Regions from separate parts of the Mus musculus genome. Here region 2 is linked to region 1. A link is a contact called in public Hi-C data. All regions are on one chromosome and are shown on one strand. The core of a region is the stretch at or near the end of the contact, and the rest is flanking DNA. Distances in the headings are between cores, read along the strand shown.

Region 1 (4,671 bases), core at 629-3,128:
GTAGATACCTTTCCCCTAGGCTGCGTTCAGCTCTTACAGAGGTCTGCTCTCTTCCCACAGAAGGCTGTTGAGGGCTTCCAATCACATTTGAAGTTTCCTTTCTCACCTCTCACAAAAGGACTGATGAATTATTTGCATTTTAGAGAAGTGCTCACTACACAGAGGAGATCTCTTATCTAAGTAAACAAAGAGTGAGAGACCTCCCGTCTCTTTATTCCCATCTTAATATGCCGATATCACAGTGAAATCAGTGATTGATTTCAGAGTTTGGCTTATATTTCTGGAACTTTGTCTTGCTGTTTGACTTTTCTTTTCTTTTAAGTTACACACATTGTGTGTGTGTGTGTGTGTGTGTGTGTGTGTGTGTGTGAGTGTGTGCCTGTGTGTGTGAGTGTGTGTGTGTGCCTGTGTGTGTGTGTGTGTGCCTGTGTGTGTGTGCCTGTGTGTGTGTGTGTGAGTGTGTGTGTGAGTGTGTGCCTGTGTGTGTGAGTGTGTGCCTGTGTGTGTGTGTGAGTGTGTGTGTGAGTGTGTGTGTGTGCCTGTGTGTGTGTGTGTGTGAGTGTGTGTGTGTGCCTGTGTGTGTGTGTGTGTGCCTGTGTGTGTGTGCCTGTGTGTGTGTGTGTGTGAGTGTGTGTGTGTGTGTGAGTGTGTGTGTGTGCCTGTGTGTGTGTGTGTGAGTGTGTGTGTGTGTGTCTGTGTGAGTGTGTGCCTGTGTGTGTGTGTGCCTGTGTGTGTGTGTGAGTGAATGTGTGTGCCTGTATGAGTGTGTGTGTGTGCCTGTGTGCCTGTGTGTGTGAGTGTGTACCTGTGTGTGTGTGTGTGTGTGAGTGTATGTGAATGTGTGTGCCTGTATGAGTCTGTGTGTGTGCCTGTGTGTGTGTGTGTGTGTGCCTGTGTGTGTATGTGTGAGTGAGTGTGTACCTGTGTGAGTGTGTGTGTGTGTGTGAGTGCCTGTGTGTGTGTGTGCCTGTGTGTGTGAGTGTGTACCTGTGTGTGTGAGTGTGTACCTGTGTGTGTGTGTGAGTGTATGTGAATGTGTGTGCCTGTATGAGTCTGTGTGTGTGCCTGTGTGTGTGTGTGTGTGAGTGCCTGTGTGAGTGTATGTGAATGTGTGTGCCTGTGTGTGTGAGTGTGTGTGTATGCCTGTGTGTGTGTGTGTGAGTGAGTGAGTGTTTACCTGTGTGGGTGTGTGTGTGAGTGCCTGTGTGAGTGTATGTGAATGTGTGTGCCTGTATGAGTCTGTGAGTGTGTGTGTCTGTGTGTGTGTGTGCCTGTGTGTGTGTGAGTGTGTGTGTACCTGTGTGAGTGTGTGTGTGTACAGGTCATTGTACTTGTGAGGAGATTGGAAGACAAGCCACTGAGAGTTGATTCCCTTCCTGCTATATGGGCTCTGGGGATACGCTTAGTGGTGCTTTTCCCTGCTGAGCCATCTTGGCCTCTCTGGCCCTTGACCTACCTTCCCCAGAGTCACATTTCATCTTCAGTTTTCTCAGATCCCTGCCTCTGAACTCTGAACCTCAACCACACTCTAGTCTCCAGCCACCTCCAAGTGTGGTCCTGTTGACAACACTGGGTAGATTGAAATCCTTCCAGACTCGTGTGAAGCTCTAAGGACAGACTCTAAAAAAATTAAAACTAATAACTCTTAAATCTGACATTGATAGCGTGATGTCTCTCATACCATAAACCAGCTAAAACTAGGAGAGATCATAATTTCCCACCAAAAAGCCAACTTGGCTTCCGTTTTCTTCCCACCCAAGAACTTCTAAGAAGGCACACCCTGGCTCACAAAAATGTCCTCTACCTTCACAAGTCACATGCCCCGACTTGGAGCTCTGTGTCCCTAGACCAGGTGCCACGTCCAGCTGTGGTTCACACTGTAACATCTAACCAGTGCTCTTGGGTAGGCTCATTAGCTGCTGCCCCTGGGGAGAAAGACACTGTCCGATCTTTGCTGGCAGCTCTAGACAGACATCTCGGCAGATTCTTGGGAGATACTCAGTTCTCATTTCCTAAGGCCAAAGGGCAGAAGGCTCGTTAGTACCCATGTCGGGCAGTGATTTGGTAGGAATGCAGTCCCAGAGATGAGACTCCTATGATTCTTCCTGTTTCTGAAAACAAAATCTCTCCCCACCCCCACACTGAGACAGGGATCCAGGACATCCTGAAGGGTAAACCTCCACTTCAGCTTTTCAGCCCTCAGTGCCTTCTACACAGGAGGGCAGTGTGGCTGGCTGTGCTGAGATGGGCAGTTTTTGCTTTTCCTGTGCAGGAAAAGTGCCCTCACCAAAGGGTGACCCTGTACCTCTGGCAAGTCCTGGGGTGCTGGGTGCAGCATTAGCGGTTGGCCCGATCCAGAGCACTTGCCTTGAAGGTCACTCTGATCTCTCCAGGCATAAAGCTGATGGAACCATCCTGACCTCGACTCTCACATTAGCTTCAGCCCAGAGTTAAATGGAACCATTCATGTGGACATCGCTCACAAAAACCAGCTGCTGTGCTACCTTTTCTCTGTTAGAAAAAGCTCACTTGGACGCTTGGAGGGATTTTCAGTAGAGCACATGCTTTTTTTTTTTTTTTTTGGCTTCAGCTGTAGTTTTTTTTTTTTTTTTTTTTTTTTTTTTAAACTCAAAAAATATCCTAATGGACAAAGGAGTTCTGGGTGTTGACATAGTTCTCAATGAACCCTTGATTTTTAATTTATATAATTTCCATGTCATCGGGAATATAAAAGTTAACATTCTGGTGTTGAGAAACTATGGGAAGCTCCATTGTAGAAGCAGCAGAAGCTGTGGCACCCATCTGCCTCAACAGGCGAACAGCATTTCATGGACAGGTGCCAGGCGAGGGGAGGGGAATAGGAGGGGGAGAACTTCCCTTCCTGGAAGTGGCTTGGTGCCCAGCACCACGAGGCTAGAATTGCATTTACTCTGAAAATCCCCCTGGGAGAAGGAGCTGAACCTTAAAGTGATCAAGATGTACTGGAGGTCCTGACTGAGGAATTCTTCAAATAAAAACACCTGGCTTTGAACAGTCTTTGAGCTAACCGGTATGGTCTTTCAAATAGGGATCTAACAAGGATCAGAGGGTACAGGTGTGAATGTATTCATTTGCAATTTAGAGCCAGAGAGTGGAAGGGGATCAGGAAGAGCAGGAAGACTTCTCATCAGCCCATTAAATAAAACTCAGTGTTCACCGAGCCACGCTTATCACACACAATCCTGCCCATTCTGCTGTGTTCTGCTTCTACAGCTCGGAGGAGGGGTGGGTTTCCGAAAACATGGGAGAGAGGGTTGTCCTGCTAATGTGCTTCACCTTAAGCCACCTTGAAGGTATGCACACTGTAGTCATCTGGTCTACCACAACTGAACTGTGGATAAAGATGACTGTCACCTGCACACTGCAGTCATCTGGTCTACCTTGACTGGAGACATGGATAAAGACTGTCACCTGCACACTGCAGTCTACCTTGACTGGAGACATGGATAAAGACTGTCACCTGCACACTGCAGTCATCTGGTCTATCTTGACTGAACTGTGGATAAAGACGACTGTCACCTGCACACTGCAGTCATCTGGTCTACCACGACTGAACTGTGGATAAAGACTGTCACCTGCACACTGCAGTCATCTGGTCTACCACGACTGAACTGTAGATAAAGACAACTGTCACCTGCACACTGCAGTCATCTGGTCTACCTTGACTGGAGACATGGATAAAGACTGTCAATTGGATCTTCCTGGGGAGATCGATGAAGGGCTGATGCATCAGAAAGCACCTGATAGGGTCCACAATCTGAAAGTGTGTCCAGAGCACACAGAAAGCCAGGTTTGCTATGGAGATAAGTGACTGTGGAGGCGGAAGACCATAGGAAAGGCTGATGCCATGGAAGGTCTTCCAGCTCCCAGATGTGCCTGTCAGAGTCATGGGAGCTGTGTAAAATATAAGATCTTAGAGCGTAGCCAGATTTGATAACTCCTGGAAAGAATGGTTGGACACTAAAATCTGTTTATACAAAAGAGAAAGTGTATTATTTACTGCAAATAGGAGGACACCATAAAGCCCGTGACTAAACAAAATCTCACTCATCTAGCTAGACAGGAAGGAAACCCCTTGACTACAGGGAAACACTGTCTTAAAAGACCGACTTTGCAACTAGGGAGGTGGCACACAAGCATGAGGACCAAAGTTGAGATCTTAAAACACACATGAAAGATGGGGGGCCTGCCCACCCACTGTGATTGCACTTCGAGGGGACTGGAGTCAGGGGATTCAGCTTACTGGCTAGACTAGCATAACCAGTGAGCTCTAGGTTCAGCTGGAGACCCTGCCTCAAGGTGTGGAGGGTGATGAGAAAGACACTTGAGGTCAACCTCAGGCTGTCACAGCACCAGCACACACATCCATGTAAGTCTACACACATGCGAACACACAGGAAGTCCCAGTTGTGCCAGCTCACAAGCTCTCCTTTGCACTCCGCCCCCCCCCCCAGTGTATATTAAACAAAAGATAGACATAGAATTCAGAATCAATCCACCTATCTGACTCACTAAGGGCCATTCCTTCTCCGCCAGCATCTTCTGGAATGTAGCCACACTATTGCAAATGTTTTCCCCACCAACTGGCTCCTTCTGTCCTGACCACAGTTCCTGGCTATACTGGCCTTTTGT
Region 2 (4,281 bases), core at 67-2,566, 110 kb before region 1:
AACTCAAGCCCCAAGTGTAAGAATCTTCCATTTGATATCTTCAGTGTTCTGGATATTTCAGTTACAGGGATGTTTTGATGAAAATCATCTGGGTAATTGCATGAGTTTTCCATTCTATTCAGTGTGTAAACACAGCTGTCCTGTGACTGACAACTTTACAAAATTCTCTCTTGAAAATAACCATTTTTTTCAAGATCATAACTGTGTATGTGTGTGTGTGTGTGTGTGTGTGTCTGTGTGTCTGTGTGTGTGTGTGTGTCTGTGTGTGTGTGTCTGTGTGTGTGTGTCTGTGTGTGTGATAGGCTGTGAAGGCTGGAGGTCAACATCAAGTTTTGTCTTTGATGTTTGAGATAGCGTCTCTTGGTGAGTCTGGAGTTCACTGATCTGGCTAGCTTGGCTGGCCAGTGAGCTGTAGAGACCTGCCTGTCTTCATCTCCCCAGGGCTGGGATTAGAGATGCACACCACCTGCCTTTTAAAAATGGGTGTGCTGGGAATCAAACTCAGGTCGTCAAGCTTGTTTGGCTTGTACTTTGCTGACTGAGCCTCTGCCCTGGCTCCTGGGATTATTAATCATCTCTTGATTGGGAGTTGGTGATTTGGCTCATATTTTGGATCCTTGGCTCTTCTGCACTATCTTCCAGTAAGCATAGCTGGTCAGCAAGATAATCCTTTCGTTCTTAGTGTTGAAGAGACTTCTATATGGATTGAATGGTGTTTCTAGCTAGTCTCTAGAATGAGCAGAACATGCATCTAGCCAGTGCTAATCAATCCAGCCCTTAGCAACAGCCACAGTCCCCTCCTGTGCTCTCTAATCACGGAGAGCATGGCGAATAGTTCCATGTGTAGAGACATATCCAATTTGACTGTCCCATCAATTCCAGATGGTACCTGTTTCTGATGAACCTCTATTCAGAGCCAAAGTGGAACCTCAGCCAACACAGTCTAATTCCATTCCCAAACTCATCTGCATCATGGGGTGTTGAGTATTACTATCCATTGAGCTGCCACTTGGATCAGCTGAAGATACAGATGTGGTCCAGAGAGTCATGCGGGGACCCTCAGCTGGAGGCTTGCGAGGTCTTGTGTTTTCCCATCACAGTGAAACCCTGAAATTGCACAGCTGAGGTTTGTTGTGACAGGTTTCTGTTCTGCAGGGCCCCTCTGTTTTCCCTGGTCTCTTCCAGGCAATTTGAAATGCTCACAAGATAGTTGGATGACGCCTGGGGACCGTGAACCTCTTGGTGACAGGTTCTTGGAAAGGTACACATTGGTTTTCATACCCCTGTTGTTGGTCTTAGGAGTGCTTTGGATTCTTCTGACAGAGGCTGTGGTCACTCCAATCCACAAGAGTATTGTTTTGCAAAGCCACATACTTTAGACATCTCCTGAGTTGTGAAATTTTAAACCATCCACTCTGGGAAAGAAAAATGAGTGGGCCTTAAGCAAGGTCTTGTTTGTGAGGAGTGGCTGTTTTCATTGTGTTCGTTAAGGCTCTTAGCACATGGCTGATGACAATAGATTCAGCTTCTAGATCACTGCTCCGCCATCTTTGGACGGTCACTTGACCCTAAAGGACAAGAGGTCTAAAGGATTCACTTGGTGTGTGTGCATGTGTGCGTGTGTGTGTGTGTACGTGTGTGTTCTCGTTCATGCATGCATGCATGTATACACAAGTGTTTGTGCATGCACTTGCCTGTATGTGTGTGTCCAGGTCAACTTCTGTTATCTTTCTCTACCTTTTTCCACTTTACTTTTTTGAGACAGCGTCTCTCACTGAACCCAGAGCTTGCATTTTGTCTATACTGGGTAAAGAACCTCCACAGCTTTTATGTGGTGCAAGCACTTTACCCGCTGATGGAGTCATCTCTCTAGCCCTCATTTGCTCTTCACGGCGCTTGGTCTCGGGAACCTGGTGGGAATTGAAGTCTCCGGGGAGATCATCATCCCTAGAAAACGCCTCTTTGTAGGCATGTTTTTGTGGTGGTCTGGGAAAGACAATATTCATTGCTGCCAATGCTCCTGTCTTCGTTTTCCCTGTGTGAGAGGGCTAGGCACTCCGGGCGTCAGGAAGGGTGAAGACGGGGAACTCCGTGTGATGTGGGCATGGGAACAGTGGGGAGCAGTGGGGCAGCTCTCTCACCACGGTGGGCACAAGAGGCAAGCACCTCAGGTCGGTGTCGGGGGAGGGGGGGAAACAGTAAGGGTTTTGTTCTGGAGACTTAAGAGTAAACCAGCTGCTTTGAGAAACTCAGTCGCTTAGATTTTCTTGGTGGCCTGATGGACAGACAGAAACAGAACACAAGCAGACAGATCCTCCCCATGTTTTATATCACTCCGTGGGAAACGGCAAGGCCACTTGCTTGTTGCTCTTTTCTATCCATCTATGAAGGCTACAGTTCTTTGGGCCCCACTAAACTCTGCAGACCACATAGTGACCTTACTATCCAGAGACCCTCAACCGCTGCACTGGGGAGATATCAAACAGGGCTCTATTGTGTAACACATTCAAAAACGTTCATACATTTGCTCGGAGTGAACTCTTCAAAAAGTTTGGTAAATCCTGGGGGACTTGCTATCAGCTTAAGGCTTCTGTTGTTATTGCTACACTTAAAAAATGAATCTGAAGTATAAATTATCTTTTAATGAAGAGCAGCAACCTCCTTTTGTTGGGGATGATACTTGTCTATCTCAAGATAAATAATCACTTTAATTATTATGGTGGCTTGGGAAACTACATTTTGCAAAGAATTTCATTCTAAATGTATGACAAGCTAAATTAGCATTTAGAAAGTCCTGAAAGGAATTCATTGTTGCATTTCGTTTTTATCTTCTATCCTATCAGGCTAGCTTTCTTTAATTGAATGTTATTATTTTGGACCTCATAATATTTGCTCTGGGTAAAATAACAATAACTCATTAGATCCACTGCCTCTGCATGAGATCAATAACAAAATTCCCATTATTTATTTTCCCCAAAGACCTTTAGACAGGGCACTGCCAGCGTGGTAAAAGGGAAAGGGGTTTTATAATGATTTACTTTAAGAAGATTTTTGCCTCTGATATATATCCAGCAAAACCCCTCTAGAATTGCACTGTAATATTTATAAAAACAAAAATGTGGAGAAATGTTTCCGTCGTGGTCTGCATTTTGATTCTTTGAAACTTGAGAAATACAAAGCTTTGTGGTGTCTAGAGCAAAATTTGTCAACATGACAGTGTAGGAGGGACTATAAACATTAATATTTTAATGTAAATCCACAAATGCAGATGAATATGCTTGTCCTCCCTCCCCCTCCCCTCCCCTCTCTCCAACGCTTTATCGTTCCTCCATAAACATACTTTTCTTTCTGTCTCTAAAATAGCCAGACATGGGTGACGATATACCTGCTTTGAGATTGCTACTCTAGGGGCTGGGGAGATGTCTCAGTAGGTAAGAGTGCTTGCTGTGCAAGTGTGAAGACCTCGGTTCAAATCCCCAGCATCCACATAAAAATGCAGGTATGGCCATGCACCCTGAGCCCTGACTCTCACTGGAAGCTGTTGGGGGAAAACAGGAGGCTCTCTGGGTTTGATGGCTGCCAGCCTAACTCCAGGTGCTGAGAGAAATCTTGCCTTAAGGGAGTAAAACCAGGAGCAACAAAGCAGGATATTATCATTCTCTGGTCTCAGCCTCCTCCCCCAATGCCCCTCCCCCACGCGCATAACTGACATATACCTATGTATACACACACACACACACACACACACACACACACACGCGCACGCGCGCGTAAGGTAAAGTGATGAAATTCCCATTCTATTTTAGTATGAGCCCAGTGGAGGGAATAGTAAAGAAAAAAAAAAGACAGAAGCTTTGGGGACCCCACTTCAGGAGAATTGTAAATGCTGGTTTTTATAGCTAGTAAGTGCTAACATTCAGCATGGGTAAAAATTATAGATTTTTTTTTTTTTGTATCTCAGCCTTAAAACAAGTGGCCATTTGTTCTGTATGTCAATAGTTGCGATGCAGATGTGGAGAAAGAGATCAAAATATTCTGCCTCAGAAAAATCTGTAATGTCCCATAGATTTTTAGATTAAATGGACCAGATTAGAATAATGGCCAAGGACATTATTCCTTCATTGAGTAGATTACAACCAATTAAGTCGTAATTCTGAGCCCTTGTTAAATAAATATCTCTTATGATCAATCTCGGCGGAGGCAAGGGGATATTAGGCTTTCCCATAAGTTCCTGTCACTCTAGGAGTTCTCCGTGAACCTGAAAGGGTTCTGTCCCCAGAG

Evidence for each region. A called contact is a pair of places that touch in the nucleus more often than the background predicts.
Region 2: a contact with region 1 is called in a Hi-C map of muscle stem cells, with 1.9 times the contacts expected there. The contact joins two enhancer-like sites. A contact is called at or near these places in 1 of 15 datasets of contacts at CTCF or cohesin (the NIH/3T3 cell line), 4 of 484 Hi-C or Micro-C datasets (embryonic stem cells, muscle stem cells, nephron progenitors and 1 more) and 1 of 9 other capture datasets (embryonic stem cells).

Annotation. Positions count from the first base shown.
Region 1 is chr19:58,314,883-58,319,553 of GRCm38.p6, reverse strand. The region is part of intron 5 of Gfra1 (glial cell line derived neurotrophic factor family receptor alpha 1); the gene reads left to right. Among named protein-coding and RNA genes, the nearest start is that of Gm10007, 21 kb to the right of the region's middle. Within about 2 kb of position 1,878, at least 8 of the 459 cell types and tissues checked have an H3K27ac peak or open chromatin away from gene starts, as enhancers often do. A contact at or near this core is called in muscle stem cells, where this site is marked.
Region 2 is chr19:58,420,051-58,424,331 of GRCm38.p6, reverse strand. All of the region lies in intron 4 of Gfra1 (glial cell line derived neurotrophic factor family receptor alpha 1), which reads left to right. Among named protein-coding and RNA genes, the nearest start is that of Gfra1, 33 kb to the left of the region's middle. RefSeq lists an enhancer at 3,861-4,281. Within about 2 kb of position 1,316, at least 3 of the 459 cell types and tissues checked have an H3K27ac peak or open chromatin away from gene starts, as enhancers often do. A contact at or near this core is called in muscle stem cells, where this site is marked.